Regions from separate parts of the Capsicum annuum genome. Here region 2 is linked to region 1. Evidence: chromatin contacts called from public Hi-C data. All regions are on one chromosome and are shown on one strand. Each heading gives the region's core, a stretch centred on a gene start, on an enhancer-like site or on the middle of the called end of the contact. The rest is flanking DNA. Distances are from core to core; before and after follow the strand shown.

Evidence for each region. A called contact is a pair of places that touch in the nucleus more often than the background predicts.
Region 2: a Hi-C map of leaf shows a contact between it and region 1, with 1.7 times the contacts expected there. The contact joins the enhancer-like site here to the promoter of LOC107872614 in region 1. A contact is called at or near these places in 2 of 5 Hi-C or Micro-C datasets (leaf and placenta).

What each region holds. Positions count from the first base shown.
Region 1 is chr5:201,851,709-201,858,524 of UCD10Xv1.1, forward strand. LOC107872614 reads right to left here and starts at 3,844. Exons shown (of 1, transcript XM_016719254.2): 1 at 2,053-3,844. The coding sequence starts at 3,550. The coding sequence ends at 2,156. LOC107872037 (F-box/kelch-repeat protein At3g18720-like) reads right to left here and starts at 1,623. Exons shown (of 3, transcript XM_016718862.2): 1 at 1,265-1,623; 2 at 1,068-1,263; 3 at 579-1,066. The coding sequence starts at 1,623. The coding sequence ends at 671.
Region 2 is chr5:202,088,789-202,095,604 of UCD10Xv1.1, forward strand. No RefSeq gene overlaps it. Among protein-coding and RNA genes, the nearest start is that of LOC124899089, 36 kb to the right of the region's middle. Within about 2 kb of position 2,498, at least 4 of the 5 cell types and tissues checked have an H3K27ac peak or open chromatin away from gene starts, as enhancers often do. A contact at or near this core is called in leaf, where this site is marked.

The DNA.
Region 1 (6,816 bases), core at 2,594-5,093:
GATTCGAATAACCAATACACAACTATACCAGCTAAATCACCAGCAGACGAATTCGAATAAACCAATACACAACTGAACCAACTAAACCACCGGCAGATATGTTCCAATGAACAAATACATAGCTAAACCAACAACATAATCGCTAAAACAGTCGAATAAACCAATACACAACTGAACCAGCTAAACCACCAGCAGATATGTTCCAATAAACCAATACACTGCTAAACCAACAACATAATCGCTAAAACAGTAGACATAATCGACTAATGCAGTCAAACCAGCAACATTCAGGTCTCGATAAGCCAATACGAGGTCAATACCAGAAAAGGAGAAATGTTACCGATCTTCTTCGATAGCTTGAAGAAGTAAAAGCCTTGTTCAACAAAAATCACTTGATTCTCACCAATAAGACCAAAATGATGAGATAAAGAGCAAAAAAACCGCCGAAATAGCGCAAAAAGCCCGTCGGAATAGCAATTGTCGCCGCAGCAGTCGGTAAATGGCAAAATGGCTTGAATCGACATGAATTTGTGTGGTTGGTGCTCTAATCTACTATAGAGAGAAGAAGAGAAGAGAGAGAAAGTAAAGTGAAAAATATTATTTCCGTATGTTTTTTTTTTACAAACCATGTATTTACAAAGTACTATAAAAAAACAAATGGCTGCTTCTATTATTCAAGGTGACCCAGCACTAAGTGGCCAGTATCAATGTTAACATTTACTTTGTCATCAGCAGTTAAACCGACATGAAAAACTCGAAAAGCTCTTCTACCATATCTTATCTCTTCCTCCTCCTCGAGCTCCTTCTCGCGTTCACATGGAATGTGCATCAACGGAAGCCTCGTCCTGTCAGAATCATCATTGACAGGCGATAGATAAACGCCATATCGCATAACTACAAATAATGATCCTAGTGATTCTAGTATGTATACGTTAGCTAAATGGTTTCGAGGACCAACTGGTAGATTCAACACGACATGACTTGGTTTAAAGGGTTCAGGATCAGCAACATCACAGACTAGGACCTCACCATGAATTTTGACTGCATAAAAGAAGCCACTAAGATATTACCATATCAACAAACCAACGATAAGGAAATGGAACCCAACGAATTCGAGTCCATCTTGAATCCCCAAGTCGCCAAAAACTGAGCATTCTCGTATCTCCCTCAATGACCATGAGAACAAAGTTCGATGTGTGAGAGGCACTAGCAGACAAAACCGCCTTACGAATAAACACACTTGGACATTCAGTTTTTACATTGTTCATAATATTCTGTAGTATTTTGAAGAGGTAATTCAATCTGAACGCCAGAGAAAGGATGTAGTAAACTAATTTCACCCTCTTCTTCACCTACTGTGATAAGCCATCCCATAGACTCCATACATCGCTTCCCAACGGCCTTAGGAATCCTCTTATTCAAAATCATGCCAGTATAGAGGCTATAGAATTTTCGACAGCTTTTATCCTTTTCCTCTTCAGGTAACATCAGCCATGGAATTCTAGGCAGGTCACTAGTGAAATTGCTTTTGGTGGGTACAGAGTGCCAGGATTTGCAAACAATGCCGAAATTTAGATAGTCTTCCATCAAATTCAGACGCTTACGGATGAGAGTTCGGACCAATCACGCATCTCTTGTGCCATGGCAGACAGAAGGAAATCTATCAATGATACCAACCACCTTTGTTTTATAAGGTCGGGAATAAAATCCTCACCAACAAAGTTTATGTAACTGGTCTACTAATATTCTCCGTTTAGTTGTGCAGATATTAGGAAATGAAGGTACATTTGGAATTCTAGGAAACCTGCGCCTGCCCTTCTAAGTTTTAAGGTTTATTGCAGGTTTGATTCCTTTTTTTTTCTTTTTAAAGTAAACCATAAAATAATACTACTACAATTTAGGATGTAATTTGTTTTTATATTGGGATTAAAATTCCTTTTTAATTTGTAAAAAAATATATATTAGATTTCCTAATTTATAAACTGGCAGCTCGGTGCACTACTGTATACTAGTCCCACCTTATATTTCTGCAAGTGACTAGGAGAGTGTTAGTTTTAACAATTCAACAAAGGATAAACTCATTCAAATTAATCACAAGCAATACAAATTTGAGTAAAAATCACAATAACGACAGCAACTAATACGTTAGAAAAATTCAATAGCGAGTAACAAACTGCATGAATTCGGGATCATACTCCAATCCTTGCATTGTTTTGGGTGACAAAATCACCTCCAAATCCACGCTTCCTCCTCCTTCTCGACCAGGAAATGCTGATATCTTACCGTCAAATTTATTAGCCCGTCCACTTCGGACAGCAACGGGCCTGCCCCAGCCAAAATCGTTATCGTACATTGGAAACCTTGGAGAGCTACCCATTGTGAGCATAGCTCCGTCAAAATTTCCCAATGGAAAACACCGCGGATCCTTCTCCCAATCCTCTACGAACTTCCTCACCTTAGCATCATCGTGAGCCTTCACATTTTTGTTCAATTGCTCAGCACACCAATGCAGATCGTGAGATAAAACGTCCCCTGCTGATGCGTAAGTTGGAATGCTTTGAATTGCGTTGCCAAAGTATAGCGGATTTAGCTTCGGCTGGAGACGGTGACGGCAATTTACAGCCATTCGGAATGTCGTCATTTTTGAAGCTGGGAATTTCCTTGCACGTGTCACTGCACGCCAGAGCAATGCGCAAAGTGATTGAAATGATGAAATCTCAGCCATTGGATTTATCGTTTCCGTTTCTGTCTTGATTTTCAGGGGATCGTTGCTCTGTTTTGCCATTAATTCAACAACATTAATTTCTCCATCGAAATTCAGTTTCTGATTGTTAGTCTTCGCTTTGAGTGTTTGAATTGATTCCCTGCTAAAACTAAAAATCCTCTCCCTCAATGGAGCATCGCCGGAAAACGTGACTTTGGGTCCATCAGCAGGGAGTTTTAGCACAACATTTGAAATCAAAACTGAATTTGGGGTAAAATCGGGCTGTCTTATAATCCTTTTGACACCCCTGCTCACCTGAGCAAATGTATTGAAAAAGTTCCATAATGATGTCCCATCAGTGACAGAATGATTGACAGCGCATCCGATGAAAACACCATCAGCTAGTTCCGTCACTTGAACGGATAAAAGAGGGATAAAATGCCCTTGATAGCTAACCGTGCGGTCCATAGGGAAAAATTCCTTGACATGATCAGGAACATCAGTGGAGCCAATGACATCGCGAATGAAAATGTGAGTGGCTGAAGCTTGAACAAAATCAACGCCAGTATCATTGCAAGAAATGTAGACGTAGCCATCCGAGTCAGTCACAAATCGACCTGCTAGTGGAGGGAAGTGAGTGAGTGTCTGAGAAAGACTGAGCTTGAGAAGGGAAATGAGGTGAGGGATAGGAAAAGGAGGACGAGTAAACAGACAACCTTTCTGGATGTAGTGAACAGAGAGCATAGGAAGATCGGAAACAGAGAGTTTCAGATCAGAAAGAGATGATTTTTGGGAGGGGAAAATAGTGCATTTGGATACCAAACTTACAGCTGAAGCAGAAGGCATTGTTAGTAATTTGGGTTGGGATTTTTACTACTGAGCTGTAGTGTTATTTAGTTGAGGATGAAGTGAGAGTAGAAAGAGGGGGAAGTCATATATAGGAGATTTATGGAATTAAATTCATGTATTTGGGGGAAGTGGCAGTTGTCTTTTTCTCTTTGTTGGCAAGTTTGAAACACAGGGGTAGTTGACTCAGCATCTCTTTGTACAAAAAGAATTTTTTTTTTTTTTTTTTTTTGGGACTGATTAAAAGTAATACTTCCTCCGTGTTAAAAAGAATGATTTACTATTTTTTCCATCTTTAACTGAGGGAGCATGATGTAAGTGGCTGCACGTGTCCAACTAACTATGATTACATTATAAACGTAAGCGGATTAAATTGAAGGGAGTTGGTCAAAAAAACGTATGTTTATTGATACGTGATCAAGATGTCATCGATTCATAAAAAAAAAAATTCTTTATAAGAAATTTTGTACTCTATATTATTTTTTCAAATTTTGTGCATAGCAAAATTTCAGTACATTAAATTTTTATTTTGATTTATTTTTTTTATAATATAAACTATAATAAATATGTTCACATTCAAATATCTATAAATACCTGGTGAATTCATGAACTTTGGTTCATGCATTTTTGGAGGTGGATGTTGCGTTCTTTTCTTTTTGTTTTGATTTCAATTTGGGGACTATTACTCCAAAAATATGTCTGGTTGGGAGGTGTCCAACTAACTACCAACGGTATCAAAGAAGTATATCATTAAAAAAATATTTTACATTCAAATGCATATAGATATTTTGTACTTGTTTTTTTGATTTTTTAAAGAATGACATCTTTTTTTTTTAATTCAAGTCATTTCTTACTCTTTATCTTGATATGTTTGTCAGATATCGTCAAAAGCTATTTTAAGAAAATAAAATTGTTTGATAATATTTTAATTCTACTTTTTACGTGATATATTTAAAATTATAAAATTAAATAATATTTTGATATATTTGACATAACCTTAATTTGAGACCACAAAATTTAAAAATCTTATTCATTTTTTAAACTCCGTACTAAGTTAAAATAAATATATATATTTTTTTTAAATGAAGGGAGTTTATTTTTAATTATTAATAAAATTATGAGTTCTTGTAAGTTTATAATTTGTGCTCTAGGTGCATCATAAAAAATATTCCCTTCGTCTCAATTTATGTGGCATAATTTTTTTTTTTCATTTGTCTCAAAGATAATTTCATATTTTCTTATTTAACAACAATTTAATGTCAGCATCCGCATTTTATTTTTACTAGATTCCATTTAATAAGAAAAGATAGTTAAAAAGCAAACATTAAAGTGTCTTTAAGAAAGACAATTCTATGAACTTTACAAAATTATTATTTATTTCTTAAACTTAATGTTCAATCAAAAGGAGACACATAAAATGAAACGGAGGAAGTAATAAATAAGACTTGTAAATTATGTTACTCAAAGAATTCAAAATTGATTAAAAATACAAGATATTTATCATTTCATTAGGATCTTTGATGATTTGGTGATATTAATGACGACTGAATATACAATAATTCATAGCGCCGTCTTTTAACATTCTGTAAGTGATCTGTCACCCTTCTTAAGCTTACAAAATACTTCTGCTAATTAATTAATTAATCCCACTACTAATTTAAATACTTTAGTTAATTGACCTTAACTTATGTTTTAAATGATCCCACTTATGAGTTCAGTATATTAATGTCCAAAATGATCCTCATAACCGTCTTTCTTGATTGGTCGGCGTATTAATATCCAATTAGGAATATTTGGATATATACATATAAACTAAAAATAGTATACAGTAGTATCTACTAATATTATACGTATAACTATATATAATTAAATGGTTTGACTATATATGCAGTTACACTTGATATATGCTGTCTTTTCATTAATAAATAATTAATAGTAACAATAAGATTGCAAAGTTTCAGCTTCCAAGTGAACGACAGTTTTTGAGTAATTGTGAAGAATATTTTTTTCAATTATAATAGTAATTTTTTTGTTAGGAGTACCATTCAATTAATGGAACTATACTACTAATGTTGAGCAACATACATAATACAGATTAGTATGTGAGAAATGTACACACTTTAATGTACACTGAATCAGCTGAAGCGTCGGCATTTCCACCTAGTGAAATTCCATATTATGTATGAGGACATCTTTGTTCATCCTACGCGAGAAATAAAAAAGAATTCTTGTAGAAACAAGAGATTTAAGATTTACTATATGGAGTTATATGTCAGCCCGATACATTAAAGCTTCTGTTATACGCAGGCAGGGGCAGCTCAACGGGGTTTATGGCCTAAAGCCAACTTTAACAAGAGACTCTTAAATTTAATTAATAAAGTTATAAACTATGTTTATTTGATCTCTTTCCTTTTTGTTCTGTAGCGATGATATACAAGCAGTTTTGGACATATATTGACTATTCATTTGTCAGCATTTTAGTATTATTATCTAATGAATATCTATTGTTCTAATCTTATTTAGCTTCAAAATTAGTCAAATTAAATGTGAAAAAGCGATTAAGGACACATAAATTGCGACGGATGAAGTATTTATCTGAGTAACATAGATTGGTTCCTAAATAAACTCTACTAAATACATAAAAGTCAAGCATAAATCATGTTTGTTAAAAATTTTTTTTTTTCTTATTCTATAATATATATAATGTATAATATTAAATGAAAATATGGGCCTTTAATTTGGGGGGCCTAAAGCCCTGGCTTTAGTTGCTTCCTCCTTAAGCCGGCACTGTGCACAAGATTCAGGAAAGGACACCATCACAAGGATGTATTGTACGCAACCTTACCTTATATTTCTATTATATCTAGTTATATGGTAGGCCAATACATTAAAACTCTTGTTATGCGTAGGATTCAGGAAAGGACCCCATCACAAGAGTGTATTGTACGCAACCTTACCTTGTATTTTCTGCCAGAATATGTTTCTAAGGCTTGAACCTGTGACCTCCTAGTCACATGACAACAATTGTACCAATTACTCCAAAGCTCCCCTTCACTTCACTGTATCGAGTTATATACGTGACGGTAATAATAATTATACACTTGTTACTATTAGGCAGCTTTATTTACGTGATGGTAATAGTTATTGTGGATGTCCACTACTCAAAGAATTTACTCATCCACTACTTCATACACCATTATGGGGTATAACTCTTATACCTTTAACCTCCGCATAACTTTCATGATTAATGTCAAGTTTATGGTGTA
Region 2 (6,816 bases), core at 1,248-3,747, 240 kb after region 1:
GAAAACTATATCTTAATTTTTGACAAGTAGTACTTCTTTGTTCTTTTTTAGTTCCTGATAAAACTTTGAACAATCATGAAAAATTAATTAGGAATGTAATTTGACTCATTTACTCCTTATTAATATTTGCCTATTTATGTGTCTATTAATTATAGAATAATTAATGCTAAGGGTAAATTTTTGAAAAAAAATTAATTGTTTCTGAATTTTTTAAATTGATCAGTATTTAAAAATAACTATTTTCAGTCTACATGGCAACTAAAAAGAAACGAAGAACATATCATGAATAATCTTTTTTAGTAACGAATACAATATCTAGTAACAAAAAGAGTACTAAACATTATGAAGGTCGTTAGTAAATTGAAAGTGCTCGAAAACTATGATATTTAGTTGACGCAGAGGCAATAATTCTTTTTTATTTGTATTATCTTTTACACTATATTTTAAAAGTGTTGTACCTAATAATATAACAAACATAAAATAATTTATTTTTCATGCATTTATTATTACTAATGTTATATACACGTGCAATGCACGTATACTAAATTAGTATAACTAAAATCAGTATACAGTAGTAGCTACTAATATTATACGTACAACTATATATTATTCAATGGTTTGACTCTCTATATATAGTTACACTTGACGTATGCTGTCTTTTCATTAATTAATAATAGTAACAAATTAAGATAGCCAAGTTTCAGCCTAGACGTGAACGACAGTTTTCGAGCAATTGTGAAGAATATTTTTTTTATATAATTATAATAGTAAGTATTTTGTTAGGAGTATTCAATTAATTGAACTATACTACTAATAATGTTGAGCAACATAAATAATACGAATTAGTATGTGAAAATTGTGGTCATTAATGTACACTGAATCAGCTGAATAGTGTGCATTTCACCTTGTGAAATTCTGTATTTTGTATGAGGACATCTTTTTTCATCATTATAGAAAAAAGTGATTTAAGATTTACTACATCTAGTTATATAGGTGATGGTAATAATAATGATACACTAGTTACTATTAGGCATCTTCTAATATTTCGTTCTGTAGTATTTCATAGTTTCAAGTCTCGCTTGAAAATACTGATTAAGCTTTTTCTAAGTTTGACAAAGTGAGAAAAACTCTGCCTTCTCTCTAACCTTTTCTTCCATGACTTCCCCTATCTTTACCCATCCACTAACGCCTCCCAACCCACCCGATAGTATGGTTCTTGACCATTCCACCGCAAAGCAGAATCCATCCCATGACCATAAGGAAAACAAATCTTTTGCACACATCCTTACAACCCCTTCGGAAGCAATCAAACTACTCTCTCACATCTCCCAGCCTACTTGAATTCCCCCATACCATCCCTTGATGCGCCCTCCATGGAAGATCAAGCGTCCAATGCCTTACCCACTACCTTATTGCATGTTTTTCAGACGATTATCCTAACTATTGAGGATATGGCCAGAATCTATAAGCCTTGTGTGTATTCCTTAATCATTAAGCTGCCTAGGAAAAAATTAACTCATCATTATTTTAAAAGGAAATTAATTAGCTTATGGATACCGACTGAGGATCTAATACTTATAGACTTGGGACATGACTACTATACTGTTAAGTTCCACAAGGAAGAGAATATTAATACTGTTCTCCATAAAGGTCCCTGATTCATCAATGGTTTCTACTTGTCAATAAGGAAATGGCATTCAAACTTTGTACCATCCGAAGTAGTAGAAACACTTTCAGCCATTTGGATTCGTCTCCTCAAACTACCCACTGAGTACTATGATCACACTATTTTATCAAGAATTGGTAGTAAACTAGGGAAGCTAGTCAAAACCGACATTTTTGCCTCCCCAACCTTGTGTGGACGATATGCTCATATTTGTAATGAGGTAATTGTAGGCGTGCCAGTTAAACCATACATCTTCATGGACCACTTAATGCAAAAAATCCTTTATGAAGAAGCGGACCTCCTATGCAAATTATGTGATTGCCCCTCCTCCCCTTCACGCAAAGAACCTCAAGAACGCATACAAAAGATAGATCAAGCCATGGCAGAGTCAACAAAGAAATCTAGTACAATAGGTGACTGGAAAATAGTTAAATTTAATAGATGACGAAGAACAAGTCACAATACTTAAGGTAATAGTTCAGTGTTGGAATGAAGCTCCAAGCTTAATGAGGTTAACGGTATTAATGTTAAATTATTTCATACAGATACAGATAAGTTCTTAGACACAAAACTATTTAAATATGTTGAAAAATCTAGTTTACAAAGAAATAATCATGACTTAGTTGCCCAGGTTGACAAAGCATCGACTAACAACATTCCTTTGTTCGTCCCTAGTCATGCTTAGAATAACCTCACTACTACCAACTCCTTTTCCACCTTGGCAGCAAACCCTTATCCAATAATGACCCCTAGCTCTATAGCCTATGTGACCCCTATAAATCCTATTACAAATATTCCCAACTTGCCCCTGCACTATACCGCCTCTTGTTTCATCAAATAGATATTTGACCCCACTAAATAGGGAAACAACGGTCCCTCTAAGATATCTTATCCAAGTGGAGATTCTAATCAACAAATATCTTTGCCATGTAATCATACCGATGACGTGGTATCTCCATTCACCATATTTCAAATAAACCAAATAATAACTTTTCCATCTGGCCGAAAGGCAAATAATCCCGATACCACTAATTTTAGGGTGATATCTAATTTACCAGATTTGGTAAGTACCGCTCTCACTCTATATAACTTCAGTTTCGAAGTCTCTGGAACCATTATATCTGTCATAAATGATCCTATCATTCGTAGTACTTCACTTGTTGCTAGACCCATTTCTACTACTATTCTTTCGTCAACTTTACAACATGTCGAGACGTCCACTGAGCTCCTCACAATAAAAATCCCAAAACTCAAAAAATTAATTTTTCTCCATCCCGACCCAATCCATACTCCTGCCGATACAGTTCGTACCATATTGGGACTTCTAGCGGGAATAATGCCGGTTTTAATTACCCTCAAGTTCCACAAAACCCCAACCCGTCGTCCTACATGGAGATGTGCCTCTAAGGCCAGTCAGTTGCCCTCCATGTCTAGACCAACAATGGGGAGATGATGCTGGTCATCCAAGATCCAGTAGTCCTGGCCATCTTAGCCTCCGACGTGATGCGTAGAGCAATAGAAACCTACAACAACCATCTATGGATGTCGACAGAGCTCCAGCCACCTACGAACTATCAACTTTTGAGGATTCCATTATTTCATATTCCCATATGGGAGATGCTAACAGTATCCTTTCTCGTCAACCAAGCACCAATGGTACATCCCTTTTTTCCTCCGGTCATGCCCAACTTCCAGGACATCGACCCCTTTTATCACCACTAGCAGGTACAAAGCATGACTCTAGAAGTGGGTCCCTTCCACTAAGTAATGGGAATGATAGGGTCAATGGAGACTAAGGACACCAACATACCAAACAACATAGCCTCCTCGTCTCAGGTACACCTTCCTTTAAGCTCATTTCCTTTAAGAAAAATTCATACAAATACGTAGGAAATAGAAGAGGCACTCGAGCTAATGCGAGAAATACACACAAAAATAATGGTCTTAAAGAACTTAAAGGTAATGGTTTACAATGATAAATACGAGAAGAAATTCATTCTTATTTGTCCCTCGAATATGTTGAAAATCTTAATAGATATCAGACGTCCCTTCAATCCACAAATAGGGAATATGTGTTGATAATGAATCGCACTATGAGGAGTTCGAAGCCAGAACACTTGATAGATCCACCCCTGGAGACTCCCATGATAAACCATCCACACCTAAACAAATCCATAAGCTTAATAATATGAAACTATAGAGGAGGGAATGACCCTGAATTTAGAAGGAATTTTAGGTCTCTATTGGATTGACATAAGCCATATTTAGTAGCCTTGAGACTAAAATGCAAGATCATCAAGTCCTTATTGATGATTTCCCCTTTACAAAGATGATTGATGTGCCGATAGTAGGTTCTTCTAGAGGGCTATCTATCCTGTGGGATGATATTCTTCTTTTGATTAAATCTCAACCACTAATCAGGAAAATCATGCCATGATCAAGGTAATCTCTATGGATTCTACATGGCTTTTTAGTTGTATTTATGCCAATAATTATAGGACTAAGAGAAAGATTCTTGGGAGAACCTAAAAAATATAAAGGACTAAGAGGAAGATTCTTTGGAGAACCTAACAAATATTAAGGATCACTATAAAGGTAAGTGGATAATTGGGGGTGAATTTAATGATTTACTTAACAACATGAACAAAAAAGGTGGTAAACCGACAAGTTATTCGCATGCTAATGATTTTTGGGATGTTGTTAATTACTATAAGCTTATAGATTTAGGCTTTCATAGTAGTAAATATACGTGACTTAATAGAAGATTTCACAAAAAAGGGGCCCTTATCTTTGAAGGATTAAACCGCTTCTTTGCAAACAATGATTGACTCCTCTATTACCCTAAATCCCATGTCCTTCATTTTCCTAGGTCCTACTTGGATCATTGTCCTGTACTCCTAAAACTATCTAAAGTGGGTCCCACTAATATAGTTAACATGTTTTGTTTTGAGAAAACGTGGACCTCTCACTCAGTCTTTACAAATTTGGTCAAACAAATCAGGGACAATAACCCCTTGCTAATGGAGTTCATTGATAAGATCATCAAAGAGGTAGCCAATTGGAATCGGATAACCTTCAAAAATATTTTTTCAAAAAGAAACAAATTTTGTGGAGTCTCCAAGGCCTTCAAAGTTCCCCCAATTGCCCCTATAGCTCTTTTCTTATTAATCTTGACCAGGATCTTATGAAGGAATTTAACTACATTCTTAAAATGGAGAAAGATTTTTGAAAATTCAAATCCAAAATTACTTGGTTAAATCAAAAGGGATGCTAATACAAAATTTTATCATACCTCGGCTCTTATACGCTAGAGAACTAATAGAATCCTTTCACTCCAAGATGATGATCTTAATACAATTACGGACCCCGTTGCTATCAAGCTGCAAGTCTCAGATTTCTTCAATAAGCGTTTTAGCACTAGTCATCATAAATCTTTCAATATCCCAATAAAGGCTGCAGCAACTTGCCTCAGCAACGAGGACAAGACTAACCTGGCTAGGGCGCCTTTGAAAACAGAAATAAAGGACACCGTCTTTTCTTTCCATTCCTATAAAGCCCTTGGTCTGGGTGGCCTTCTTCCCTTCTTTTATCAAAATTACTAGCACCTTGTAGGGACATCAGTTATTCACCTTAGTACTGAGGCTTTTAGGAACAAGCGTATCCCCGAAGAGATCAACTAGACACACATATGTCTCATCCCCAAATGTAACAATGCTTCTACCATTAAAAATTACCACCCTATTAGTCTTTTCAATACTTCCTATTATATCAACACTAAGCTCATCGCTCGTATATTACTTCCTCTAATGGATAAAATCATTGGTCCATGCCAATCCAGCTTCCTACAAAACATAAAGGTTGCGGATAATGGATTATTATTCAAGAAATTATTCATTTCTTTAGAAAAAATTAAAGGTAAAACTGGCCACTTTCTAATGAAAATTGACTTAGAAAAAGCCTTTGACAAGCTTGAATGGTCCTTTATCCGTAATATCCTTATTTTCTTTCAACCTTATCATGTCTTGCATATGTTCTACTACCACTGCCATACTCTTAATGGTTCTAGAACTAATTTTTTAAGTCTTCTAGGGGTATTCGCCAGGGTGACCCCATATCTTTGTACATTTTCATTTTGTGTATGGAAGTGTCTCTCGTAATATCGATGATGTTGTCTCGTCCATCGAATGGGATCTAGTTCACAAATCTAAAAAGGGCCCAACTCTTGCCCTCCTTTTCATTGCAGATGACCTGATAGTAATTTCAACCACTAAGCCCAATAGTAGACACATAATCAAGTCCACCTTGGAAAAATTTTGCTCTTGGTCGGGTTAGAGTGCAATAAATCTAAAATCCTATTTTCCTCTAACTGCCATAAGCAAATCAGAGATAGTTTTTGTCAATTTTTCAGAATCAAAAGTGGCACCTCCTTTAGGAAATATCTAGGATTCCCTATATTTCATAGCTGCCCAACTAGATCTGACTTTTAGTTTATCATCAATAACCTTAAAAGAAGATTGATAGGGTGGAAGTCTAAATTCTTAAACATGGCGGGACGTACAATTTTAGACAAATCATGTCTCAACAGTATCCCCACTCACGTCATGCACTACATTAAACTATCTATCACCATTACTAAACAAATCGACAGAGATCAAAGAAATTTTATCTGGGGTACCGCAGAATCTCATAAGAAAATCCACTTACTAAAGTGGGACACTATTACCCTTCCCAAAGACAAAGGGGGCTGGGAGTGCAAAAATTTGTTGACAAAAATACTGTAATGCCAACCAAACTAGCCTGGAGGGTCCACACCAACCCCAAGAAGCTCTGATCTTCTCTTCTTATTAACAAATATGTTAGGGGACTATCACTTAAATACCATGACAATCACCTTAAAATAACTTGTTTTATTTGGAAAAGTATTGTTATAGGATGGTCCATCTGTAGTGATAACATGCGATGCACACTAGGAGATAGTAAGTCTATTTCCCTGTGGGAAGATGATTGGATTCCCTATCTAAAACCCCTTTCCACTATTGTCCATGGAATATTTTTACTAAATGACCTTAATATAAGAGTGGGTGATATTATCTTTGGAAATTCTTGGAAACTAGAGGGTTTATGAGCTTCCTGAGGATGTGGAAATCATG